Regions from separate parts of the Mus musculus genome. Here regions 2, 3 and 4 are each linked to region 1. A link is a contact called in public Hi-C and HiChIP or PLAC-seq data. All regions are on one chromosome and are shown on one strand. Each heading gives the region's core, a stretch centred on a gene start, on an enhancer-like site or on the middle of the called end of the contact. The rest is flanking DNA. Distances are from core to core; before and after follow the strand shown. Region 1 has its middle 16 kb from the start of Commd8. Region 2 holds the start of Tec (tec protein tyrosine kinase). Region 3 overlaps Tec (tec protein tyrosine kinase). Region 4 overlaps Txk (TXK tyrosine kinase).

Region 1 (6,790 bases), core at 1,638-4,137:
GGGTATGCCAGGTAGAGACTGAGGGATGCTGGGAGAACTTGGAGGTCAGGTCTACTTTTGCACATAAAATATGCACCTCAGCTCCCTGTCGTGGGTCTGAAACCTAAGTATCCCAGATTTTTGTTGATAATAAATGAATAAGGTGTGACATAATCATCTATGAATACTTCCTGCTGACATTAGGACTTGTTCAGTTGGGGACAAAAAGCTGGAGTGCTGGTCAGGTCTGGCAAGGACAGGACTTGCTGTCCAGGTTGTGGGACCATTGGGAAGTAGGAATGTGCGGGCCTAGTTGAAGCACCTGTGGAGCTGCCCTGGTTGTAGGAAACACCTAGGCTTTGGCAGGATACATTTATTATGATGCTGGGAGGACCTGGAGGACAAGTCTGCTTAGGCATGTAAACTATGCACCTCAGCTCCTTGTTCTGGGTCTGAAACCCAACACTAACATTTTCATCTTCTAAGCCAGTGGCTAGGAGACAATATTCAGCCATAGGAAACTTCATCTGCTCAGTGTATCCTCTCCAGATGCTAAGCTCACACTGCCAACTGTGTTATTTCAAAAACTACTACCCTGTGGCTAAATTCATTTTTATAGATGTTATTAGATTTCCTTTTAATATGGTGGCTGGGTAATTTTCCTCTTTCCTGTGAGATGTTTGTTAAAAATTAAATGACGTGTCTCTGGTCTCTCTGGGCTTTGCATCTGCCAGAGCTCTAGGATTTGCCTTGATATCCCGGAGCATAGAGTGACATTATGATTAGGCATTATTTTGATGACATCAGCTGAGAAGTTACTTTGAGGGATATCTATCCTGATGACTCAAAAGTGCAGGCCTCGCGTTGATTTTATATTTCTGCCAGTTGTACAGAATGCTGACATTCCATTCTTTCATTATGTGATTCCCAAAGATCAAAGTCAGGTCCTTGGGTTTCACAGTGAACATCTTTGCCCATTGATCCATCTCATGGACCCTAAACCTCATACTTCTGGTCCATGTGTCCCCTAGTTTAAGACGACAGCCTTTCAGGGTGCTTTGAGTATACTGGTATCTTATTATCCCTCCTTCTCTTCCTCACCTTGAAGAAAGATGTGCAAAGAATTCCCATGTTGATCCAATAAACATAGACTGAGAGGCTGCTGTGTGGCTGACTGCTAGCAATGAAAGATGACCCAAGTCTTTGTGATACTGTGGGCTTGATCTCGAGGTTTGGAGAAGGGCAATGACCAGACAATAGTGAGGCAGTGTGAGAAGTTCTCCTCAGTGTGGAAGTTAAAGTGCTATGGGAGCAACTTGGTTAATGGCAAAGAAGAAAACTTTCTGGATATAGTGGGTTTCTAAAGGGTGAACACCACCACCACCAAAGCATATGTAAGTATAAGATAAGCTGAAGATTTTGGGCATGAAGAGCTATAATATGCAGGATGTGTCTAGCATACTCAAATTACTAGTTAGTGCTGAGGTCTTTCCAGATATTGGGACCTTTGGTTTGACAGAGCTGCTTTGGCTTGGCTCAATTCTGCATTGCTAACTAAAACTTTTGGCTCTGTAACCTACCTGATCTTGGGCTCTGACTGTCTCCTTCCCTACCATTAATTAAGACTGAAACCCTGGGACAAATGGGTAATTGATGTGTCTATTAACATATTAAGTCGATCTTGGCAGTCAGGTTCACCCAGCTTCTCTATGTGTTACAGGTTATGGCTGGCATACCTGGGCCCCCTACCCACCTACCTATCCATCACCCACTCTCCAACCCAGGGGCTGGACTGTCCTTCCCCTAGAGCTCTTCTCTTTATAATCCAGCTGCTTTGGTCACTCATCCACCCACCCATCCACCCATCTACCCATCTACCCACCCATGTCCCCCCTTTATTAACCCCTTGTTCTCGCTGCTGCCTCTGGTTCGCTTCCTCCCTCTCCCTCCGCCTCCCTTCTCTTCAGGGTCATGACTCAGTGTTGTGGCTGAGATTCCTGCCCACTCTGGACTCTCCCAGATGCTTGGCTCTGCTATGCACTCTGTTGTGTTTTATAAAAAAGAAGAGCAGGGCGTGGTGGCACGCGCCGTTAATCCCAGCACTCGGGAGGCAGAGGCAGGCGGATTTCTGAGTTCGAGGCCAGGCTGGTCTACAAAGTGAGTTCCAGGACAGCCAGGGCTATGCAGAGAAACCCTGTCTCGAAAAAACAAACAAACAAACAAACAAACAGCCAGGAATATGTTTGGTAGTGCCAAGTACGATGAGTGGGAGGGGGCCTCGGAGGGCCCATGCTGAGGTATCCCTTCCCCCTGAGGACAGGTATAGTGGAGAATAGAGTTTATTTAGGGCATGGGAAAAGGAGTTAAGAAGAGAGTAGAGACACAGAAAGACACACACTGTGGGGGGGGGGGGAGAGAAGGCTGGGGTCAGGAACACGTGGAGAGAGAGGGGGAAGGGAGGGAGGAAGGAGTCAGTGATAGAAGAGAGTCAGAGAGGACAAGAAAGAGAGGAAGGGGCAAGCAGCCCCTTTTATAGTAAGCCAGGCCTACCTGGCTGTTGCAACTGTGGGGCAGAGACAATAAACTTTCTCCTCCACCGTACCTAGGAGCAGTCATGCCCTTCCTTTTTCTTTCTTTTTTTTTTTTTTTTTCATTCACCTACAGTATGTGTATTGTTCATCAGGAAGAGGCTCGAGCAGTGGCCTCCTCCCGTTGCATTGCATTGCCTGGCAGTGTTGCAGGAGTGCATGATGGGAGCACTCCCCGAAAACGGTTGCTTCCCCTGGGAAGTTTAGTTAAGTCAATCGAACACATACTCTTGATCAGGAATCTTTCTGTTTATCTCTAAGCGTCCAATAAATACAACATGAGCGAGTCTCCACCCTGCTCTCTACCCGCCGCCTAGTCACTCTTACTTTCTGCAGTTGATTGTGGAGTCCAGCCATCTGGAGTGGACTTCAATTAGTTCTCCCCTCTCGTCAGTCTGCCTCGTATGTAAGACACCCTCTCTTTAGAGAAAGCAGTTTCACTTCTCTGGGAAGCTAATAGTCTCATCTACCAGCTCTTGTCTCCTTGGGGCTCTCTGTCTCTCATTATTGTTTCTCTTCCGACCATTTCACTGTCAGTAAATTACTCCTATCGGCCGACAAATACTTAAGAGCTGAATATATGTATACTCTATATATAGTGTTTTAAAGTAGAAGGAAAGAAAAGTCAGAAAGGTAAGTGTAAGAAGAAAGCAGGAAGGCAAGGGGCATGAATATGAAAGGGGCGGGGCCAACAGAGCTGTGTTATCTTTTGGGTCAAGCAGGGCGTGGCTTCTCTCTAGTCCTAGATCTACCCAGAAGATCTCAAACACGCTAGCCAGTTCCTTAATCCCCGCAGTTTGGTTCAGTTCCCCTTCTCCTCTGCAGCTGTCTTTTGATAGGCATTGACTATTAACACAAAGTGAGTTTCGTTATTACTACGGGCTTTGATGGTTAGTCCCTGCAACTCCCTTGAGGATTTCTTGGGCTTTTCCTTGCTTTTTGTTCCTGATTATTAAAAAGAAAAAAAGAGGGGAGGGAACATGGGGTTTCTTCTAAAAAAAAAAAAAGAGCAGAGCTGGGGAGATGGCACAGTAGTTAAAGTGCTTGCTGCACAACTCTGAAAGCAAGAGGTTTAGATTCCTAGAACGCATGTACAGGTCAGGTAGGTGTGTCGGCCCACCTGTGATCTTGAGTAGCCATAAGGCAGAGATAGGGAACCTAGGAGCAGGCTGCCTAGCCAAGACCAGCCATATGGGCAAACTCTGTGTTCAAGAGAGAGACCTTGCCTCAATGAATAAGGTCGGAGAGTGATAGAAAAAGACTTCTGACCTTGACCTCCAGATGCAGGTGTGTATAGTTATACAAGCACCTCTGCACACCTGTGTACACACCACACACACACACACACACACACACACACACACACACACGGGAATGTAATAACTCGGGGCTACAGAGCTTCAGCCCCTAGCTACCTCAAACATGATTCAACTGGAGATTTGTTACAGGCCTGGTCTGCCCACTATGGCAGTAGTGTCCCTCTCCTCCTCCTCCTATCCTTCTCGTTCTCCTCCTCTCCCTCCTCCTTCTTCTTTAAAACCTTCAAAGTCTACCTAGGTTGAATCCTCACCTCTGTTTTTTGGTTTCTTTTCTTCTTTCTTTCTTTCTTTCTTTCTTTCTTTCTTTCTTTCTTTCTTTCTTTCTTTTTTTTTAACCAGGCCCCAACCTGGTGCCATAAAACCAGCTTCCCCGCCATCAACCCTTGTAAGAAACTATTACCCAGACAGTTATCAGGCTTCATTTCTTGACCTTATGAGCATCCCCCACCCACCATCCCCTGCTGCTACCAAAGCCTTGAGTGTGTAGATGAAGTATCTTCCAATACCTCTGCTCCGGACAACGGTACACAGCCACACAAACCTTGCCCTAGAGACCCTGGCCACCTCCCCATAAATACCCACCACCTCCATAAATGGAACCAGTTCTCCTAAGCTGTTCCTGGGTGTGTGCCTTGCCCTGGAACTCATCTCTGACAGAGATCCTGCGCTGCACTTAGCCACACCCAGCTGAGCTTCCTGTCTACACCCAGCCTTCAACCCAAAGGGGGAAGTGGACATGGGCAGCACACATACACATGAAGAATGAATAAAAAGATGAGTGCACGCCCATCCTTGTTCCTGGCTTAGCCTGAGATGATTTCCCTACATCTTCTGACTTCATTAATTTAGTTCAGTCTATAGGCTGAGTTTCCACACGTCCTTTTTTCCTACAAAGCATCTTCCATCACTTCCCTTTCACCTTCCTTTTGAATGCAACATTGCCCTCTCACCTCCTGTGCAGGGCACGCTTCTCCTCTCTGTCTTCAGATTTCCATTCCAGGCCCTGCTGAGCCCACAGCTGGGCTTCACTGTTGCCTACATTGTCCAGGAAAGCTGACAGGCACGGAAGCTGATAGTTCATGCCTTTAGTCCTAAGCTATGGCATGGTTGCCATGAGTTTGGAGTCAGAACAACTACATGCTGGGTTTAAGTGTAGACTGTGCTACAGAGGGGGATACTATCTAAAAACAAAATAAACCCAAAATGAAAGAAAGATTCCACATAGCACTGAGGGGTCTACTAACAACCCCTACACAACAAAAGGCCAGGATAATTCCATACAGGGCTCAGTGGTAGTCTTTTAAAAGAGTCCTTCACTCTCATCGCTAAAATACAAACCCAGCAGCAAGTTGTGAGATGCTAATAGAATACCATTTATAATTGACACAGCAATCAGTGCTATGGGAGTGTAGGAGGAAGGGGATGCATTCTGCCAACAGGATGTAGAGGTAGGCGCAGCAAACATTTAGTAAAGGATTTAAAAACAGAAGTGAGGACTCAACCTAAATAGACTTTTAAAGTCTTTTAAAGGAGAAGAAAGAAGAGGAGGAGGGAGAGACTTCAACGATAGTGGGCAGACCAGGACTGTAACAAACCGAAAAGCACTAGGTAATCAAGATACTTCAGTGCAAGAGAATTAAACTGAGGGCCTAAAATACTCCCTGGCAGTGAATGTAGCCAGGAAACCTGGCCGTGGTGGAGGGCTTGCACATAGTTAAGGCTGACTGCTAGGGTAAGAAAACCAGCAGGGATGGAACTCTACTAAACAATGCAGATTTGGGGCACCAGGCATGTTAGTGCATTACACTACAGCAGTCCACGGGGATCCTGAGCTGTGTCCCCGACTAGGGAGGCTGTGTTGGAGAATCCAGCCTGATGTAGTTTTGGTCTGACAAGTAAGGCCTGAATGAATGAATATACAGTGAAAGGAAGCAGCGCTGCTCTGCTCAATTAGTGGAATTGTTTCATCTAGCCAGGGTCTGCATGGAATGTAGTCTGCTGGGTGGAAGGCCAAGTTTCCTCTGGTGTATATTATTGGGACACTCATTTTTGGTAATGCAGCCATAGAAACTGAGAAGTGAAGGGACTGAGGTAGCAGAATAAACTCCATTTTGCTTTTAAGACTTCATTCTAAGTTAACTTGCCTTTAGAGAGGTATGCCCCCCCCTCCCCTTGAGGCCTGAGAAAAATAGCAAAATGTCCCTGGCAGTAGCAAAATAGATATAGCAGCTGCAGCTAGCTGATAACAACAGAGTGGTAAGAAAACATAAATCTTTCTCAGGTCAAGGTGCTGCTTTTTTTGATGTATGCTCCCTCCTCGTGGTTTAACCAAGCACTGTAAACCAATTAGCTTAAAGACCAACCTTCCTTTACCCTCTCATGTAATGCCAGGGCTTGCAGGTTTTTCCTTTATAAATCCCCTTCACCTAGACTTGGTGGTTGCTCTCCTATCTTGTTGCATCAGGAAGGTTTGTGACCCAGGCTTGCAGAACTGAGTAAAGACTCTTATGTGTTTGCATCAGAGTTGTGGTTCCTGGTGGTCTCTTTTGGGGGGGGGGAGGGGGTTGTTGCAATCTGGGTATACCATCTGGACACAGAGTAAGCATCAAGGTGCTGGTGAGCTTCTGCTGCTTCTAGGATGGGTGTTACCAGTCAGGGTCTCCTGGAGAAACAGAGAGAGAGAGAGAGAGAGAGAGAGAGAGAGAGAGAGAGAGAGAGAGAAAATTGTTTCTAGGAATTGTTTTATATGATTGTGGGAACTTCAAGTTCAAAGAGCTGGTTTCAAAATTCCTGTTGAAGGTAGCCTGCTGGTAAAGCTCTCCTTTTATCCAGTCAGCCTTTCCCAAGTGAGACTTTCTAGCGAGCTACATCTAGAGGTGTGGCACATGGACATTCTGTGGAGAG
Region 2 (6,790 bases), core at 2,422-4,921, 680 kb before region 1:
AAGTCTTGAGGAACACTGGTATGTATGGATGATTACCTGGCTTAATGACTTCATCATGAGTCCAAGAACGTTCACACTCCCTGTAGGCTCTGTAGCCTACATGGAAAGATAGAAGGAGCAGGGATCCTGACCCTACAGTGAATATACAGCCCAGCAGCCTAATAGTGTCTCCCCCTTTTTTAAATTAAAGATTTATTTTGTTACTATTATTATTATTATTATTATTATTATTATTTTGTGTGTGTGTGTGTACAAAGATGAAAATAAAGGCTGGGGGACTTTCAGGATAGCATTTAAAATGTGCATATGTGCGGATACACATGTGCCATGGTGTGTGTGGAGCTCAGAGGACAATTTGTCGTAGTCAGTTCCCTTCTACCTAGGGACCCTAGGTATGGAACTCAGGTTATCTGTGACCCTTGGAAGCAAGTACCTTTATTTGGTGAGCCAGCTCACCAGTCCCTCCAGTCCTTGTTTCCTGAGACACAGCTCACTGGGTAGCCCAGGCTGGCCTGAAACTCCTCATTCTCTTTATTCTGCTTCCCAAGTGCTGGGGTTATAGGATGTACTACCACACTCAGTTATGTGATGTACAACATAGATTGTATATGGAACTTCTTTTTTATTTCTTTTGAATTATTTATTTAGCAGTTATTATATTTTAAAATTATTTTTTTAAGATGTGTACCTTCACACCCAGCAAATTTTTATATTTGTTCGTATTGGTGTTTTGCCTGGATGGATGCCTGCTTGCCGCATGCATGTAGTACTTCCAGAGGCCAGGAGAGGGCGCCAGACCTTCTGGAACTAGAGTTAGGGTGGGTTGTAAGCCACCATAAGGGTGCTGAGAATCAAACCTGAGTCCTCTGGAAGAGCATCCAGTGCTCTTAACTGCTTAGCCGTTTCTCCAGCCTAGCAACTGTTCTTGGTAGCATAAGTAATAACTTTGTGTCTACCATTCAACAGTTTCCCTTCCTTCTATGTATTGAGTCCCAAAGAAGTAGCTACTTTTGATACACATTGGAAAGAAGCAGACATGTCATATAATTGCAATGAGGTACTCTTCACATAGGTGGAGATGCTCTGTACAAGACTAATACCATTGTTGTTGTTATTATTATTATTTATTATTATTGAGACCGGGTTTCTCTGTATAACCCTAGCTGTCCTTGAACTCACTCTGTAGACCATACTGTCCTTGTCTGTTATCATTATCATTTATTCATTCAATGAATACATGGTCAGGTGAGGGGCAGAGTCCTTGGATAGGTGAAAGGTCACAAAAGGGAGGCAGAGATGTCCAAATTAGGAGTGTCAGAAACTCCAAATACAAACACCACTTTATGTACAAACTTTTCAGACAGATTCTGTATGTTTCTTATGTGCCACGTGAAATTTACGTATGGGTTAAAAAGGGTTATCTAGCATTTAAATAAATACAATTTTATAGATGTTATGGCAATACCCAACAAGAAGAGAGACCATGGGCTCCAAGAAATGTATATAAATGCCCATTTTATATTCAACTTTATTAACATTAAGAAAGCATCATTCCATTTAGTTGAGAATATGAGGCACAAGGGTCACCCAGGGGTAGCAGACCATGTGACAGGAAAGTATCATAGTTCTTAAAAAGAAAAGAAAGAAAAGAAAAAAAAGGAAGTATCAGGTCCTTTAAAGTGGTATCAATATGATAAGCTTCCGAGTCTACACTCTACACACACACACACACACACACACACACACACACACACTCACTCACTGCAGTACTGGTAGCAGTAACTTGCTCTCTGCACGCACATGTGCCTCTACTCTTTTACATACAGTTTCACAGATTCAAGCCCCTGCTCCCCCAGGGACATCTCTCTGCATGGCAGGGAAATAAGCTCTTGAAGGGAATGAGAGGCAGGAGAGAAAAGGGAAGGTTCCTTCAGAGCTTGGCTCATTACACTGGAGGCCTTCCCGGGAGGAGAGGAACTGGAGTCAGGAATCATTGGTTCAGTTCTGCGTTCTCCTCCCATTCCCGGCCCCTTCCTAATTATATGACTTTAGGCAAGTCCTTTAAATTGCTCTTAGTTCTTTCCCTGTCAAATGGAATCTTGTCAGCTGACTTCTCGGGTCATTAAGATGATCACAGGAGAAATAGCACAGGGAGGCACTGCTTTTAAGTCCTGAGCCGTGTCGGGGAGGAGTCTTACTGCACACGTGACTGCACACGTGATCGCGAGCGTCGTCTTCAGGTTGGCTGCCTGATTCACTGTTCAACCTCAGCTCCACAGAGTCCTCCTTTGAGAAGTCCTCCTTCCTCATCAATCTCTCTTTCATTACCCCAGTTTATTTCAGCCAAGACATTTCTCACCTGTGAAATGGTTTCTTTGCTTACCGGTATATTGGTTTTCTCCCTATGTAAAGGCTCCACTGTGGAGGTCAGAGGCTAAGTGTCTTTCTCAATTGCTCTCTTCCATATTATTTGAGATAAAGTCTTTCATGGAACCCGGAGCTGGCCAGTTGGGCTAGATTGACTGGCCAAGCTATGCTTGGTTCTGCCTCCAGCTCTGGAGTACAGGTGAAAAACAGCTTCCTTCCTTCCTTTCTTTCTCTTCCCTTTTTCTTTCTTTCTTTCTTTCTTTCCTTTTTTTTTTTTTTTAAAAACATGGGCTCTACCTGATCAACCTTCGGCATAGCAAGCATTTTACAAATTAATTTCTCTCTCCATCCCAAAGGCGAACTCAGTCTTTTATTCCCATGGACTATTATGAACATTACAGTCCTATCCTGTGTCTCTCTCCTTCTGAGAGGTCCTCATATCCCTGCCCTGGCTGGCCTGGAAACCACTATGTTTACCAGACTGGCCTTAAATGCTTAGAAATGGGCTTGCCTTTGCCCTCTCAGCTGGAATAAAATATGTGGGCCACCATGCCTGTCTGACAGTACAGGATGGATGAGATCAGATAACAGTGGCTAAGACTCAAGACTACCATCAAAGACAACTTAGACTTGAAAGTAGGGAATCAAACCCAGGGCCTTGTGCATGTTAAGCAAACATTGTACCACTGATCTACAGCCCCAGCCTTTCCAGGACAGCTTCTCAGTTAGCTAGCTAGCTAGGTGACAAACGGCACGTTCTTTCCTGGAGTCTAAGAATTTTACAGTATTTAAAGTGAATAACTTGAAGGTTGTTTTCATTATTAGTGTATCAACAGTAATAATGTAAGTGGGTGACCCTATGCTAGGCTCTGATGCTTCAGGCTTGTCAGTCAAGCCACCCATTCTTCTATCACCCCAGAGCACAGCATCATCCGGTTTCGCCCGCGAGGGGCTAAGCGGAAGTGGAGGTCGGTTCTTAGCCACCCACAAGTGCTATTGCTACCGGCTCTCCGAGCCGGGGACGAAGGAGCATTTTTCTGGACGGTTCTCTTAGGATGGGAAGTCCGGACTTAGAGAGACCCCACGCCGCGTCTGTCTGGATAAGAGACGCTCCCTGGAACTTCGGCCGCAGGACCGCGAGCTCCGATTCTTCCCTTTGGCTTTGAAATCGCGGAAGGAAGGTGGGACACTGGCGCTGTGGGCAGCGGAGGGCAGAGGCGGCGCGGCGAGGGGGCGGGGCCAGGGAGGAGCCGGGCGGTGGGCGTGGCCGATGGGTTTGGTCAGCGCTTGCCGAGCTCCGGGCTCCGCAGTTTGGACGTCGCTCTGTCTTGGCTTGTCTCGGCACGCGCTCCGTCAAGGTAAGAACCAAGGGACTCTCGGCGCTCACGGAGTTGGCCTCCACCTGCGGGAGACTGACCTTAGTGGGATTAGGGAGGATTTTTCTACCCTTCTCACGGAGGTGAGAGCGGACTCTCTGCGTCAGGTCAGAGGCCCGTCCCCCTTGGGCCAGGAAGAAGGGACAGGTGCGCTCCCCTGATGGCCGCGCCTTCCCCGGTGGCTGCAGATCTGAGCCCTTTTGGACTTGGTATCTGAGCCGAGAGGACTCGCGATTGAGTTCCTTTCCCAGTTGAGCGGCAGGGGGCCTTTCTTCTTTCTGCTTGTCCCGCGGTAAAGTTCGAATCCAGGAAGACAGTCCACAGTTGCTTGTGCCCGAGCAGGTGCACGTACTTCTTTAGCTATTTTTCTCTTCTGGAAAGTGGTATCTGGATCTTGATAAACAGGGACTCGAAGAATCAAAGTGGGAAAAACTACGTGGACCTTGTCCCGAGACTGTGCAATTTCCCCTGGATCTGACATTTCTTAACTTTTTCCTGTCGTTGGCGAATATGTTTCTGTGTACCAGGTCCCATTCGGGCTTATCTTTGGAAAGTGGAATATTTGGTTAGAAGAGTTGATCGCAGTGTTAAATTGGGACAACTGGGTGGCTGGCTTGGTTAAGTGGGTTTGGAGCCTATCCAGACAGAATAGTTGCATGCTTTAAGCAGAGGTTTTACATTTTTCCAGTGAGTTCCCATTTTCCTCTAAGGAAACTCTGACAACCTATTCCCGTCTATATAATTCTTTTACAGAGCCGAGGCGCGGTAGGAGGAAGCATCGAGTCTCCTAAGTAAGATTTGGGATTTAATAGCTGAGTGATCGACACTGTAGCTCTGTGGTCTATAGACTCAAAATAAGGAAGAGCTTGATTTTTTTCCGCGAGGCGGGGGTTGGGGGGAGCTGTGGCTAAACTTACACATTAAGTATTTGAAAACATCCATGTCGTCCAGTTACATTTTCATTGTTTAAGACAGACCTATCTTTTCGCCATACACTTATGAATCCGATCACTATTCCTCTCCTTGCCAGCTCAGGGGTGCTTTCTGTAGGGTGCCTATGTAAATCACCCTCGTTCTTCCCACAAGGGTGTGTGCCTTCGGGTTTGTGGAATTGTGTGGGGACAGGTATTGTAAACACATGCAAATCAGTGAAGCGCTCTAGTAGGCGATACCTTTGCCCTACATGGATCTTTGGCCTAGAGTTTCCCTCTCTTTCTAGATTGGAAAGAATCTAGGGTGGGAATGCAAGGTTTAGCATTGCCACACTGTTTTCTTGATTCCCTTACAACAAGGTGGTCTTGTTTACAGACAGGGCTGGGGCTATGTGTAACCTCTCTCCCTACAGCTGATCCTTAAAGGAGGATGGAGATACTGTGGACAATTACTGGCACATTTGTGTTCTTGAAGAATGCCTGGCCTCCCCCTATCCCCCCCCTCGCTCCCCCCCCTCCCCGCCCCGCACCCAGGGCCTCTAACCACACCTCTTCCTACAGGTTCTCCAGGCTGCCCTGGTTGGTGCCTCTCTTCCTTCCCTGCACCCATCCTACTAGATTTTGGCATTTACTTCACCCCCCCCCCACTCCCTCCACTCCCATCTGGGGAAGATCATTTGTTGATACTCAGCTTGCTGATGGCTCCCCTGTGGATTCTCAGTAAGTGTCTGTGGACTTTGTCCCTGTTCAGAGCCCGTAGAAGCTCTGCTCTCGTCCAGTGAGCAGCAGGTGAAGCAGAGTCTTTGAAGTTGAATTCGTATCAAGCATTAAGGTCCTTCGCGGGGCATTCAAGTCTGTAAGAAAGGAATGAAATTGACTTCTGATCATGGGAAAATGATCTCATTCCATGTGATTATGCTGTTAGAAGAGATTTGTTGGAAAAAACAACCACAAGCCACCTAGAGGAGAGGGCGTAGACCTTATCTGTATCTCCATGCTTGTCTCCACCTAGGCCTGCCTTTCAATCTCTGCCTGGGTCAGCCAGTCCTTACTTGGGTCAGATTATAACTACTAATTTGACTGCATGTTTGACTGCTCAGGGCACAGATGACCAAAGCTACCATGAAGTAGAGGTTGAAAATTACATTTCCATTGTAAAGGCAAAAAAAAAAAAAGGAAGGAATTAAAACAACAGCAGCAGCAGCAGCAACAACAACCAAAACCCCATAAACAGGTTGCTATTGGGAAACCAGAAGGAGCAAACAAATTTAAATATATGTAGGCACAGAATCTGGGCTCTGAAGTAGCTAGATCAAGATAAGCCACACGATTTATGGCTAGGTCAATATTCACAGCTCAGCTAAACACATATTTTTGTGTTCCTTGGGATTAGTAATTGTTTGGCGTGTGTGTGTGTGTGTGTGTGTGTGTGTGTGTGTGTACTTCTCATTAATTCAATCTGCAACTCTTGACCGATTCTCCAAGCCTTCTCTTAAAGAAACCAGGTTTTCTCTCTACTTTATTTGCCCCAAGAAGCTGAACATGAACCTTCTTGTTTGCCATACACTTGGAGAGGTGGACTTTTTTTTTTTATGTATTGCAACTGTCACTCAGAGGCTGCTCTGTCACTAGCCTCCTGGGAATCCCCATTATCTCTTTCCTGTGTCCCATCTCCTGGGTTTTGTGTGTGTGTGTGTGTGTGTGTAATCCTCGAAGCTTCCTGGAAAGGGATGCACAGGATCTCAGTCTTTCTAACTGAAGTTATCCATTTTCCCTTCACAATTTGCAGACTGGCTGAGTGTGGAATCCTGGGATGGAAATTTCAAAGGCACTGTTTCAGTATCTTCTAGGTTATGAACTTCTGGCTCCTTAATCTCTGCGTGTAGCTGGGGTGGAATCCACAGCCCTGCTGTGCTCTTTCTGTGAGGTTATGAACTATTCTCTTCTTTCCCACCATCTCTAAGTTTCCTGATGCTGTGCGCTGGCATGTCTTTGTTCTTATCAGTGTGCGGGCTTTTGCGTGTGGGAGTTTACATCTTTTAGTTTGGGGAAAATTTTTTGGGTTCCTTCATTGGTATTTTCGTCCGATTTTTCTGTAATGTTTGTCTAAGGAAT
Region 3 (6,790 bases), core at 1,861-4,360, 650 kb before region 1:
GAGGTAAAGGGTAAAGTTATCTTTAGCTCCAGTGTGACATAGAAAAGGGGCACTTCATTTGGCAGTTATTATACAAAGACACTATTGGCAGTCAGGTGTGGTGGCATATGCCCACAAACCCAGCGTTTAGGTGGCAGAGGCAGGAAAACCACAAGTTCCAGGCCAGCCTGGGCAACATAATGACAGTTTTTCTGTCCCCCAGAGAAACTAAGAAAGTTTTAACCCAGAGTCTTATAATGTCTGAGAGATGGATCTGGAATATTTGAGGATACTCTTACTTTCAACAACCCCCCCCCCAATACAAACTGTGATATTCCTGTCTTTCAAAGGCTATCATCCACAGCAGTGAGCAGATCAGAGGCGATCAACCCTTTACATGGAAAATCAACGTGCTTGGGTCCGTATTCAAAGAAGATGGCTCCCTTTAGTTTTGGAGATCGGAAGGTTCCTTTTCAGTCATAGGTTGTATCCTCTGAAGATGAACAGTTGCTTTCAATAATATTCTTAAATGAAGCTGCTCAGAGAAGCACACAGCTCAGCTCCCTAGCGTTCCCTTTCCCTCTGCCTTCCTTTCCTGGATAGTGCAGTGAGTGGGATTGGTGCTAAAGCTGCAGCTTGGAATGACACGACGCATCTGAGGGCTCAGTAGTCTGGACTGTGTCAATATAGAGCAAAATAGAAAACAAAACCAAACAAACCCCAAAACTATGCCAGGTGTGGTGCTATGAGCCTGTACTGCCAGTCACACAGGCTGAGTTAGGAGATTCTCTGGAGGCCTGGGAGTTCAAGACTAGCCTAGGCACCATAGAGGGAACTTATATCACAAAGCAGGTAAAACCTGCTTAACTTTAATCACGATGCTTGTAATTCTAATGTCTTTTCTGTGAAAAGGGCCATTCTTCTGTGGTCTGCCCAGCCTTCTGGATTACACAGGTACCTTTGGAAGGTCACTGGGGCGACCTTTCAGGACACGGATGAGTGTTTCTGGGGAAACCCGTCTTCAGCTTCCTTCCTTGTGTTGATGTAGGTTCCATAGTATTTGATAGGTAGGGATATCACAGGTTGTATTTTGGTGTTTTTGTAGCTTCTTTTTTGCATCCGCAGTGAGATGATCTGCCTTTGGCTTTAATAGTTTAGGGAAGAAGAGAGCCAGCTCATTTGTTACTCCATTTTCTCTAGAGTTTCTGACTGTTAGAGATGATCATTTTTATTTTGTCAAACGTTTTAGGACTGGTATCTTTTTACAACAAAAATCATGGGAAGCTGTGATTTTGATGGGGTTTCTGTTCTAGGATCCCACAGACCAGACTAAGAAAATCAAAATGGAGTCACTTGTGCTACAGCGCCACATAATGAACACACAGACTGAGTGCGAGCTTTCAGACCCCTAAGGTGGCTAGTTCTCCATGAAAACAGATCTTAGTCTGAGGAAGAGTCCTCTTTGCTTTAAATCTTATCTAAAAAATTCATCAGAACAAGTGAGATCTCAGGTCACAGTTTAAAATCTATTGATTGGCTTCCATGTCTCATGGTCCTAAGGTCATTGTTCTGTCAATTTTCAAGGGTGTTCTTATTCTATTTTACTATTTTACTATTTTCAAAGAGTAGACTTTGCCCCATTTATCATTTTCACAGAAAAGCCAAGCTTATCTGTGCAATCTTGATGTAATTTTATCTCTTGATAATCTCTACGTAGCACCTTGCATGTATCACTTGATATTTCAAATTTAGGTTCTATTTTACTTCCTCTTCCACCTCGTTGGTCACTCCTGAAGAGAATGTGGCTCTCTTGCACAACCTACCCTCCCACACACACAGAAAAACACTTCCTGCCCCCCAAAAACATTTATAATAATAGCAAGATTATTACTTATTTATATTATTTTGATGCTATAGATTCTGTTTAGATAGCCAGGTCAGGATATAATATGGTTGCTTTCGTATGGCTTTTCTGTATGGTTTTTATTTTCCTTGGAATTAATTACTTTCATTTCTTATATCAATAATGTTTAGCTAATTTATTATGAGCTGCCCCAGGTATTCAGTTTTATCTTCTACAAGAGCTCTTCCCAGGAACCTTCTAACTTGATCTTTTGAAGAGGTTGGCCACTTGGCTTGCTGCTGCCTGTCATTTATCTTGGAATTTCCCTTCATTATGATGGGAGATTGGAATGTCTTTTGCCTTTTTGTTTTTCTTTTTAAAAACACTTTTCTTTGGTTCTTTGTGAATTTCATCATGCACCCCAGTCCCCTCATCTCCCCCTCTCCTGTACCTGTCCTTCACCCTTGCAATTTCTCCCCACCCCAACAGAGAGGAAAAAAATCTCATTGTGGAAGCTGTAGTGTGTCACAGGGTACCCTTTTGTCCAACAGTTCTTTACTTGCAAATGTTCATTGCAATGACTTGTTGGTCTGGGACTAGGCCTCTGGCTTCTGCTACTCTATGAATACTGGAACCTCACTGGGATTCCTCTTGGATATCACATTATTGCCCTGTGTCTTGTAGATCTTATCGTTTTGGATCTGTAGAACTGGCCTGCTCATCAATGGGTAGATGTTGGGGTAGGCCAATTCAAAGCCCTGGATCTTCTCCTGAGAGATCAGTCTGACAGCTTTCCTGCTCACACCCTTTGGGCCAGCTCACTGGCAACCCCCACTCCTAGGGCCAGTTCTACTGTGCTGCCCAGGTGAGGGGCAGGGCCTGCCCTCCTAAGGGCTACAACAGGTGAGGGGCAGGGCCAGTTCTCCTGACCTGATGATCTTGGGGCCAGCTCTCCTGCCTGCCATAGGAAGTAAGGGATGGAGAAGGGGGCATTTCTCTTATGTCCATGTCACTGCCCAGCAGACAAATAGTGGAGCCAACTGTTCCTCACTCCCTCCCTCAGGCCAGCCTGCCTGCACCCCCACCACCAGTGTCAGCTCTACTATGCTGCCCAGGGGAGGAGCAGGGCCCACTCTCCCAAGCGCTTTATTTGGTGAGGGGCAGGGCCAGCTCTCCTGCTCTCATGATCCTGGGGCTAGGTCTCCTGCCTGCCACTAGGTGGTGAGGATTGAGGGTGAGGAGGGTATCTCTCCCTTGTCTATGCTACCACATGGGAGATGAGTGGTAGGGCCAGCTCTTCCACATGTGTATCTTTGGGTCAGCTTACCCACAACTTCTGCAATGTGCGGCCTGCTCTCCCCAGTATTAAAGTTGGCTAGGTGTGGGGGTCTGCTCTCTTGCTCTTATGCCCCCAAGACCAGCTCTCCCACGATGACCAGGTGAGGGGTGGGGCCAGTTCTGCACAGTCCTCAGACATCAACTCATCCCTAGGTGGCAGACCAGACCAGGGATGTCTGCTGCTATAGGGCCACAAACGCAGACGTGGCTCCCTGGTAATAGCACAGGCTAGGATGCCACCGCGGTCCCATGTGGCATCACCAGCTACTCACATTAAGTTCTTCCCCAGTACCCTTGCATCTCTGGTTCTGCTGCTCTTCATTGTGACCTCCTCTTTCTGTTTCTCTTTCTCTTCCATTTCTTCACTGTTCACTTGTTCCTCTTAGGTGGTACCCGGGGTCTCTGAGTGTCTGGGGTCATTATGCCCGCTCATGCATTACAGTATTAGGCAAGGGTCATCTCAGGCATGGTGTGGCACCCCCATGCCCCCCAGGCCTGTGAGGTGCCAGACTGGTGGTTATCTCTCAGGCTAGCTCCCCGTCAGGCACAAGTTGCCCCTTGTGAGGGGATCTGTCTTGGGCTCATTCCTGCCTGGGATCCAGGCAGGGTTCTTCTGCCTGTCTCTGGCTTGCTCCACATGCTAAGAGTCCATCTGGGCTTTCCTGGTACCAGACTGGAGGACAGCTCAGGCCAGCTCCCTGTCCGGAGCAGGAAGGTGGTTATCTCAGCCTCACTTCTTTCAGGGAATGTTAGGCTACTATTCAGATGTTCATAGGTCACATATGAATGCTGTATTTATGATCCTATACCTGTATTGACATTCTGCTGAGAATAGGACTTAAGTTAGCAGACTACTGTCTTCTGGTGGCTCTCCCTACATTTTCTCAGGTCTCAGTTTCCCCTAGGGGGAAACTCTCTGCTTCTGAGCTGCCAGGACTGTTGTGGTGACTGCCATTCGGAGTTTTGATCTTTTCTATTATTATTAGCTTTTAAGCCTTTTGAACCTTCTGTCTCTTTCCATAATTTTGAAATTTTATAAGATGTGACTTGGTTATAGTTTGAATCTGGATATAACCTTTATTTTGACCAAAAAAAAAAAAAAAAGCCTACTTTTTTGCTTTTTTTTTTCCCCCCATTGTTTTGTTTGGTTTTGCCCTTGAACTCTCAAGTTTCAGTCCCTGGGCTTCTGGGTGGGCCCTCTAATGCTATTGTGTTTTCTTCCCAATTCATTGTTTGTTTGACTTTCTGTTGTAGTTCGTGGGAGACTTCCTTAGCTTGCATTTTAACTCTCCTGAGTTTTTTGATTTCTACTGTGTTAATTTCCAGTGTCCACACCCCACCTCCTTTGGGTACTTTATTGTTTATTTTGCCTGTGTCACAGCCTTGTGTCATATGTGTTTGGTGTTAAGATCTCCCTCGAATTCCTTGGTGATCCAAACTTTCCTTCATTTTGTGTTTAGGGTTGGGCCTTTCTGGCGTCTTTTTGTACTCAGTGATCTGGATCGTGTGGCACGAGAGAGCCGAGTGGTCACACATTTACTTACATGTGCTCAGAGCCTTTCACATCAGCTCCCTTTGCAGGGTGGTACCTCTGCCTCAGCTCTTCATTTTTCCTGAGATAGATCCTGTCTTAAGTTTAATGAAACAACAACAACATCAGCAATAAAAAAGCAAACAAATAGAACTTTAGTTCTACCAAGCATTGAGAGTAGCTACCTATGACACAGAAAAGGGGGTATTTTTTTTAAATAGACCTGCAAAAAATTACCTTGGAGCTGGGCATGGTGGTGCAATGCCTTTCATGTTTGAGGCCATAGAGAGTTTTAGGTCAACCAGAGTTGCATAGTGAGACTCTGTTGTAGTTGAACTTTCACTACTTTGTGGGTTCTTCTTTCTCCCTCTGTTCTCCATCCTTTTTCCTCCCTTCCAGCCCCCTAGCACTAGATAGAAGAGAAAAAAGATAGAAAGGAAAGGGAACAAGCTTATCATTACACTACTTCCTGCAGATTAGGGGCATTGAGACCCTTGGGACAAATTTGATTTTCGCCATCAGGACATCTAATTTCTTCTTCTTTTTTGTGAACAACTACTTAACAAACCGTGACCGACAGCAACCAACCAACCATGACCAACAGCAACCGACCAACACCAACAACCCACTCTCAGGGGCCTAGCATTTTTATACCCTCTGAAAAGTCCCCAGAATTCCAAATATCACACAATGGCAGAAATTGTCTGCAGCTGGCAAAATCACGTGTCCTCATGAAGCAAATCACAGTCAGCTGCTGTGACAATCTGAGGCAACCCCCTATTCCAGTCCTGGGATTAAAACAAAAACATATTCTTACAATATTTGTGTGTTTTTAAAAGAAATCAAAATTCCCACTACACCCTGTTTCAGTCCTTTCCTCTGAAACATAATTCCTTCCTTTAAAGAGTTTTGAAGAGAGTTCAGTTGGTAAAGTCCTTGCCATGTAAGTATGAGGGGGCTAAGTCTCATTTACAGGCATCCATAGAAAAGGCACAGCAGGACATGCCTGCAATCCAGTGCTGGGGACACAGAAAGGCGTGCGCCACCACGCCCGGCCAGTTAATTTCTTAATAACAAGTAAATAAAATAGTTATTTTTGATGGACTTCCAGGAAGGAAGTGGGTGTTTTTTCAGCCCTTCATCTTTAGCTGAACTTTTCTAAGAGAAGAAGTGTACTTCCGTTAAACCCTTTGAGGGACAAAGGCTTTCGTTGGCTAGAATTTTCCATTGACCAGTGAATTATATCAAGACAGTGTATTTATGTGGGAAGAGCTCTTCATTTGGAACTAGGAGGGAATGTTTTTTTTCTGGTCTTGGTCTACATTACTTTGGGCAAGATGCTTTAATGATGTTTAACCTAGCCTTAGATTTTTAATTTGTGAGGCAAAGGAGATGATGTGTAAGATCCCTTCCAGCTCAGATGGTATGGACTATTAATATTAGTCTATTAGTCTCTCAGTAAATCAGATCGGACGATTCCTCCTCACCCTGAAGTCATTAAACAGACATTTTTCTTATCTTTGCTGTCTGGATTTTTGCTTTCAGAACTGCAGTTAGGACATGCTGTAGCCAGTGCCTTCCAAAGTCTGTGTACTGTGAGGCAACACTGGAGCTGCTTCCTGGATGAGAACTATGTGTTCTATACACGTGTGTCTAGAGCCTAGTCTGCTTTGCTCCTGGTAACCTTTCCTAAGTAGCCATTTTCTTTCCTTCCTGAAAATGTCTTTTTATAAAGATTTCTAAGGAAGTAGAGTTTGCATACCAGTAGTTTCTCAGGAAAACAATATAGAGTCTATCTATCTATCTATCATCTATAATCTATCTGTCTATCTATCTATCTATCTATCTATCATCTATATTTATCTATCTATCTATCTATCTATCTATCTATCATCTATATCTATCTATCTGTCTGTCTATCATCTATCTATCTATCATCTATATCTGTCTGTCTGTCTACCTGTCTGTCTGTCTATCTATCTATCTATCTATCTACCAATCATCTATCATCTATATTTGTCTACTATCTATCTATCTATCTATCTATCATCATCATCATCATCATCTATATCTATCTATAGTCTATATCTATCTGTCTG
Region 4 (6,790 bases), core at 1,851-4,350, 530 kb before region 1:
CAGTCTTTGCACACTATTCACCTGCCTGGGCTTTCCCAACTGGTTTTTGTGGGTGACTCCTTGTCAGTCACTGTCTTCATACCTATGATAATCTTGTCTGAAAGGCCTTCCTAGATCACTCATTCTCTGATAACTACATTTATCCACTTTGTCTGGCTTACCATCGTTGACGTTTTCTTGTGCGTGCACACACTGGTTTATTTCCCACTCCCCTAGAAAGTAGGGCCCCTGAGAGCAGAGGCCGTCAGCATCTCCTTCACCGCTGTCTCCTAACATCAACATAGAGCATGATGCGAACAGACTTTCAGTTAGTAGCGACCGAGGAAATAAATAATGGATGTTTATTGACAAATTTAAATTGGTTGTCTAGAATTCTTTTCATGTTGACCCAATCATATGAAGTCTTATTCATTCGACTATGATACTGTCAAACAAAACAGAACAAAACCAAAACAGAACAAAAGAATCCCACAAAAATCTATTTTCAAAGGGTGTTCAATTTGATGGTTAACGCTTTTGCAAATAATTTGATCAAGTATCCCATTTTGTAAGAGGAAACTTTGGGAGACTAATACAAACATATGTTCAAGAAAATATAGTATATTTTATAACAGCAAAATCTCAGAAATATTTTGGGGTCTATTTATAGTCCTCTGTATGTATAAACTACATGCTTGATAGGAAAAAGTTATATTAAAACATTTATAATTTGTGTACAATGTATGTATGTACTACATACATGCTTCCAAAATATTCAAAGAAAGCTTTGCCAAGTTTTTTTTTTTTTTGGCCAAAGTGATAATAATTCATCGGTGCACACTGAAATGTTGTGAGAGAACTTTGTGTGAACTTTGTGTACAGTGAGTATCTATCAGGAAGGTGTTTTTAGGTGGAGATTAGAGAATTATAATGACCCACCAAATTGTTATACCTAATTATTTAAAGGCAAGTGCTACCTTCCAGTATACCTACTTCTTCCTACTGTAACTAATAACTAGCTTTGATATGCTCATTTTTCTTTCTCCTTAGGTCTCATATCTCGTCTCCGCTATCCCATTGGGCTCCTGGGCAGCTGTTTACCAGCCACATCTGGTTTTAGCTATGGTAAAGTACACACATGTGCTGAGGGAATCCATCCATCCATCCATCCATCCATCCATCCATCCAGGAACCACCCTGAAGATTCCTTAAATTCTCAGTTCGTTTGAAATGTCTATCTGCATATGTTTCCTTTAAAAATGTAAATCTCTTGCTGGAGATGTTGAAATAACCCATCTCCCAGGGCAACGTGAAGTCAGTAGCAATGTTCTGGTTTAGCTTAGCATTTCACCGTGCCTTATGAGGACCTGTCATCCTCCCATTTTGATAAATAACTACTATTCTCTGGATGTTGAGGCTGTTGTTTTCTGATTACAAGGTTTGCTGGGAAATGACTGCTTTCCATGAGAAAAGAGCTGTTGAGTTTAACGGCTCCGCTTCACTTTTGTTCACACAGAATCGCTACCCTCAGATTCAAATCACTTTCTAGCAGGTGTGACATTTACACGTCTGTGAGACTAAATGTCAACCAGGGAAATATTGTTTTCTGACTTGTAGAAAATGCTGTTCCCTTGAATTCCTCTCATTAGCAGGACTCAGATTATATTGGGAAAGAAACAAGGAACAGTGAGAATTATATTGCATAAAAATGACTATGATTCAGGGTCTTAGTTTAAGAATGTTGGAAGGAGGACTTCAGGGTGCTATGGGTACATCTATCATTCCTATATGTAAGATCTTATGTAATTAGCAAGGCAGTTGGCAATTATGCTCTTTACTTTTTCAGGAAAAGATCAACTTTTTTGAACAAAATATGGCATAAGCCACACCTATTGCATAGTGGGTTTTTTTGTTTGTTTTGTTTTTGTTGTTTTTTTGTTTTGTTTTGCCAAGTTTTGAGCACTTTAGGTAATCGAATGAGAAACTACACACTCTGTCTGGCCTCTTCCTGTTCTCACCACTTTGAATTTCGTCTACTGTGTTGGGTGTGGCCAGCTCATTTTCCCTGGGACGGAGGGCTACACTGTCAGGGTTGCTACCTCCTTTACACAGCTATTAGGGTTGTCCCTCAGGCTTAGCTCTTACAAGTACTATAGTTATGAAAGCTCTCGTTTATGTTTAGATGATAAATGTTCAGTTAGGCCCTGCTGTAAGTATAGTTTAGAGTAGTTTTGTCTCATCAAAGGCTAGTCACAATGTTTGAGATTTCCTAGGCAGAATCAATTTTCCAAAGAATCTATACCAAATTCCACTCCTATCAGCAATGTATAGGAATACCAGGCCTATAGTTTCACCCTTGGTAAAAATTCCCTTTAGCCATTTTGTTAAGTGTTTGACGGTATTGGTTTATGGTTTAATTTTGATCCCTCACGATTAGTTATTTTGGCCACGGTTTAATAGGTATAGCAGTCATTTAGATATTCTGTTTTATGAGGCCTGCTGAAGCCAGAAGAGGGACAGAGTTGGGTTTCCTTGAGATGGAGCTCAGAATGGTTTTGAGCCAGCTTGTGGATGCTGGAGATTGAACCCTGGTCTTCTGCAGGAGCAGCAAGCACTCTCAACCACAGGGTCAACTCTCCAGATAAGCAGACAAAATTATGAGTTGTAGTTTATTAATATTTTCCTGTGATAATATTCTATCAAGAAATTCTGTGCCACTGTCAAGGTCATAAATCCGTTTCTCCTGTCACCTTTACAACAGCATTTCCCTGCTGAGTTGGGGACTACTTATCATCATTAATAATCCTGCTAAGTGCATTGTCCTAAAGTTCCAGCAGGTGGCGGTGTTGCTGTAGGGAAAGTTAGGTGCTAAAAAAGTTAAGCTTGCATAGTTTCAAGGGTATTATTTTATAAACAGTTCTTTTTCTCCCCCTTCCTGGCTTGCTTATGAGAAATGAGAAATATACAACAACACAAATTTCACCTTAAACACATGTTTAGATATATGTTGGTTAACAGCCTGGTAATGGACATGTATACAATTACATATATTAGACCCATCCCTAAGGAGAGGCTACGCAAGGCAGGAAGGGTGTTTTAGCAGTGGAATGAGAACAGTAGGAGAAACTGAAACAACAAGAGGAAGTACCTCCGGAAAAGAAAATGCCCCACCCTTAGCACTATAACAAATCCAGGCTGGGGACATCCATGCTTTAGGTCCCACCACTAGTTTTGTTTAGAAAAGTACATGGATATGTGTAATATTATGTTTTGATAGTCTCAGTGCTATATATTCTTGTCTCCAAGCAGGCAATTCTTTTAACCCTTGACATCTTGGATTATATATTGTTACAGATCCTTACCTGTATACCTTTAACATCTATGTAAAACAAGGAGATAGGACTGGATAATTCTGAAATCTTTCGCTCTCCCTTTCTGTCCTTTAACCATCCTTCCTTCACTTTTTAACACGAGTCCTTTGCCTTTCTAGAAAAGTGGGAGATAGATCCATCAGAGTTGGCTTTTGTCAAGGAGATCGGAAGTGGTCAGTTTGGGGTTGTCCACTTAGGAGAATGGAGAGCACATATCCCGGTCGCCATCAAGGCCATCAATGAAGGTTCCATGTCTGAAGAAGACTTCATTGAGGAAGCCAAGGTGATGATGTAAGTGCAAGGTCCTGCCCCACGTACTCACGGCCCCGCCCCTCAGAGTCTCAGACAGAACCTGGACTTTAGAATCAGACACACCTGCACCTGGCTCACGACTCTGCCCAAGACATTGTGTAACCCTGGCAAATTACTTAACCTCTGTGTGACATGCATGAACTATGTCATCCTCAAGTCTATAGAGTCCTCACCTATACAATTGGAAACAACGGGTACTTCTGACATTGGATCGCTGTGTGAGTTAATGAAATGGTCAATGAGAAAGACAAGGAAAGTATATTATGCTTAGCTTAGTGGTAGGTGCTGAGTAAATGTTAGATAAGGGGCTTCTTGAATGAGACAACCTTGGCTGGGAACTCAGGGATCAGACTTTCTGAGGGTGAAGAGTTGAGTGAACAGGAGAAAAACTTCTCACAGGCAGAGACGCGTGTGGGTAGAAATGTGTGTTCCTGCTTCCTGTCATGGTACTTTCTCTACACACGTATTAGAGACGTGTCATAACTCACTGCAGGACAACTGGTAGATATATTTACATTTGTAGCTAGTAAAGCTATTTTCTTGGGACCGGAATGTTCCCCGAGGCTCATAAGACTTGTGAAGCTAATACAACTTAACATGATTCAGGAGTCCAGGAATTTGTAAGAGTCACGAGCCCCTCCACAGGGTTACAGGAACAGTTAGTAATTGCTAGGAAGAGGACTTCCTCTAGCAGGCTAAAAGTTGTGCAGGGAGAGCCAGGTGCGTGGGTGGATTCCTGCGTGCGTGCGTGCGTGCGTGTGGTGGTGTTGAATTGGAGAAGCCTATTAGAAGAATTAAAGATGACAAAGTAGTCAGGTAAATGTGTAAGGCTAGAGTTGGAGAGAGGTCAGGGTAGAGGGCACGAATTTGAGAATGGTTCCCCAGAGATGATATTGAGAACCATGAAACTTGATTCTGTTAGCGACGGAAGAGAAGAGTTGGAAAAGGATATCAGGAGATGTCCTGAGCTCCCGTGTCTCAGGATGCTCTTTCAAGGGAAGACACGGGAGCTGAGGAACTTTGCAAGAAGGCTAAAAAAACTTGAAAAGAATTAAATCCATCTACCAGTGGTCCTATAGTGATTTGTGGAATGTCTAACCAGGGACTGATCCGTGTGTAGAGAAAGTAACATCACAGGAACACACATTTCTATTCACACGCTTCTCTGCCTGTGTGAAGTGTTGGTCCTATTTGTTCAACTGAACCACATATGAGGGTTCATTTGCCTGCCTTTGCCTTACTTCCAATAGACATCTGTCTTATCTCAGATGCATTTTGACAGTCACCCTCGTAAGCGAATGCTTTGTCATGTTTCAGTTCTCAAATACTTCCATGAAGTTATATAGTCTCAGGGTTCTTATGGCTTGAAAATGTTTCATTCTGAGATTTGCTGTCCTGACATTATTTTGCACACATGCAAATTGCATTCCTTAACTGGAAGTATGCTTACGGACTTGAAAGATAAATCAAAAAATGTTGAATGTATACCTTCTCCGTCTCTCTGTCTGTCTCTGTCTCTCTTTCTCACTTTACCTTTATGGGTGATAAAAAGAACATTTCTAAGGTACTTTTCACAGCATTTCTGACCAACACAACTGCTTTTTAAAAGATACATCTTTTAAAAATTATAAAACATTAATTTAAAGTTATTTTCATGAATATTTGGTGGTGGTGGGGGTGTTGAAGCCTGGATTGCCAAACAAACAAACAAATAGGTATTGGGGCAGGAGAGATTGCTCAGCTGTTATGGGTATTAGTTGCTCTTGCAGAATTCCCAGGTTGAATCTCAGGATCCATATGGTGGTTAACAAGTATTTGTAACTACAGTTCAACATCGGAAGCCCTCTCTGGCGCCCGTACTGTTGCATACACATGGTGCACAGACTTATGTGCAGACAAAAATACCTATGCAAATAAAAATTTATTTTAAATTAAGAGTATATTTTAATAGGAAACTTCAACTCTGTGTGATTACCAAATATACTACAGGGTTTCATGCTGGCGAATCATTTTTAGTCTCCAGCTACTTCTAAACGTTTACTTTGAAATCCCTTTACTCTTTAGAATTCTGTTTTCTTCCTCATGACCACCAGTCTATTCTGCCCTCCCTGCTGCCTGCCTGGAATTTTCCATCTAAAGGTTGTAGTTAGTACAACTGGGATCCAAAGAGCAGGAACTCTTAAGACCTGCACTGGGGAAATCCATAGTGAGGATGCTAAAGCTGACAGGACAGGAAGAAGAAGAGATGGCTGCAAGTCAGACAGATACAGGGCATGCACTATTCTATACTGATGACTTTGGAAGCTCAGAGTCCTGAGGCCCTGTTTTCAGTGCATAAAGTCGAAAGAAAATGCTATGTGCTCCCGGTGGTAGGATTGATGCGTATCTATCTTATCTCAAATATGAAAATGATAACTTACTATTTTAAAATTCAAGAGCAATCCATTTCACTGGTGTGTGTGTGTGTGTGGTTTTTTTCTTCGACAGGAAACTGTCACATTCGAGGTTAGTTCAACTTTACGGGGTGTGTATACAGCAGAAGCCCCTGTACATAGTGACGGAGTTCATGGAGAACGGCTGCCTGCTTGACTATCTCAGGGAGAGGAAAGGCCAGCTTCAGAAGGCGCTGCTCTTGAGCATGTGCCAAGACATATGTGAAGGGATGGCGTACCTGGAGAGGAGCTGCTATATTCACAGGGATCTGGTGAGTCGGAGGCAAATCGCCTTCCTGTGCACACCTGTGTGGGGATCGATTTTGATAATTTGAAGAATGTGCCTTTGGCTTAATTTTAGACCATTTTTTAAAAAAATTCATGCATCTTATTGTGAAAGGCTCATTAGCTTTCTTGTCTATTTTGCAATGCTGGTGGTTTAAGCCAAGGCCCTGCACGTGTTAAGCCTGTGTGCTATCACCCACTTACATCTTCCAACCCTGCAACTTTATTTTTTTATTTGTCCTTTAACGCTATAACCAAGTAGGAAATTATTCTAAAATGTCTTTCACTAATTAACTACCTAATGAACCAAATAACTACAAGGATCTTTCCTCTCTTCTCTTCCTCATTCTCTTATTTCTTTTCCTTGTTTTTCTTCTCCTTTTACCCTTCTTTCTTTCGACCAATGCCAAA

Evidence for each region. A called contact is a pair of places that touch in the nucleus more often than the background predicts. HiChIP or PLAC-seq counts read pairs in DNA pulled down with a chosen protein or histone mark.
Region 2: a Hi-C map of B cells shows a contact between it and region 1, with 1.9 times the contacts expected there. The contact joins the promoter of Tec here to the enhancer-like site in region 1. A contact is called at or near these places in 5 of 39 promoter capture datasets (the C10 cell line, the HPC-7 cell line, hippocampal neurons and 2 more), 1 of 484 Hi-C or Micro-C datasets (B cells) and 2 of 115 datasets of contacts at active chromatin or transcription factors (embryonic stem cells and large pre-B cells).
Region 3: a contact with region 1 is called in an H3K4me3 HiChIP or PLAC-seq map of the 230-238 cell line, with 10 read pairs. The contact joins two enhancer-like sites. A contact is called at or near these places in 3 of 39 promoter capture datasets (the C10 cell line, hippocampal neurons and pre-B cells), 3 of 115 datasets of contacts at active chromatin or transcription factors (the 230-238 cell line, large pre-B cells and microglia) and 1 of 9 other capture datasets (embryonic stem cells).
Region 4: a contact with region 1 is called in an H3K4me3 HiChIP or PLAC-seq map of bone marrow-derived macrophages, with 6 times the contacts expected there. The contact joins two enhancer-like sites. A contact is called at or near these places in 13 of 39 promoter capture datasets (the 3T3-L1 cell line, 3T3-L1-derived adipocytes, the C10 cell line and 9 more), 26 of 484 Hi-C or Micro-C datasets (the G1E-ER4 cell line, the HL-1 cell line, the N1E-115 cell line and 11 more) and 3 of 115 datasets of contacts at active chromatin or transcription factors (bone marrow-derived macrophages, embryonic basal ganglia and regulatory T cells).

Annotation. Positions count from the first base shown.
Region 1 is chr5:72,180,743-72,187,532 of GRCm38.p6, reverse strand. No RefSeq gene overlaps it. Among named protein-coding and RNA genes, the nearest start is that of Commd8, 16 kb to the right of the region's middle. Within about 2 kb of position 2,887, at least 111 of the 459 cell types and tissues checked have an H3K27ac peak or open chromatin away from gene starts, as enhancers often do. A contact at or near this core is called in the 230-238 cell line, B cells, the HPC-7 cell line and 2 more, where this site is marked.
Region 2 is chr5:72,865,329-72,872,118 of GRCm38.p6, reverse strand. It overlaps Tec (tec protein tyrosine kinase), which reads left to right and starts at 3,671. Exons shown (of 19, transcript NM_001113460.2): 1 at 3,671-3,725.
Region 3 is chr5:72,826,156-72,832,945 of GRCm38.p6, reverse strand. The region is part of intron 1 of Tec (tec protein tyrosine kinase); the gene reads left to right. Among named protein-coding and RNA genes, the nearest start is that of Tec, 39 kb to the left of the region's middle. Within about 2 kb of position 3,110, at least 23 of the 459 cell types and tissues checked have an H3K27ac peak or open chromatin away from gene starts, as enhancers often do. A contact at or near this core is called in the 230-238 cell line and pre-B cells, where this site is marked.
Region 4 is chr5:72,707,096-72,713,885 of GRCm38.p6, reverse strand. Txk (TXK tyrosine kinase) reads left to right here. Exons shown (of 15, transcript NM_001122754.2): 9 at 1,030-1,104; 10 at 3,470-3,641; 11 at 6,150-6,366. Among named protein-coding and RNA genes, the nearest start is that of Txk, 42 kb to the left of the region's middle. Within about 2 kb of position 3,100, at least 27 of the 459 cell types and tissues checked have an H3K27ac peak or open chromatin away from gene starts, as enhancers often do. A contact at or near this core is called in bone marrow-derived macrophages, where this site is marked.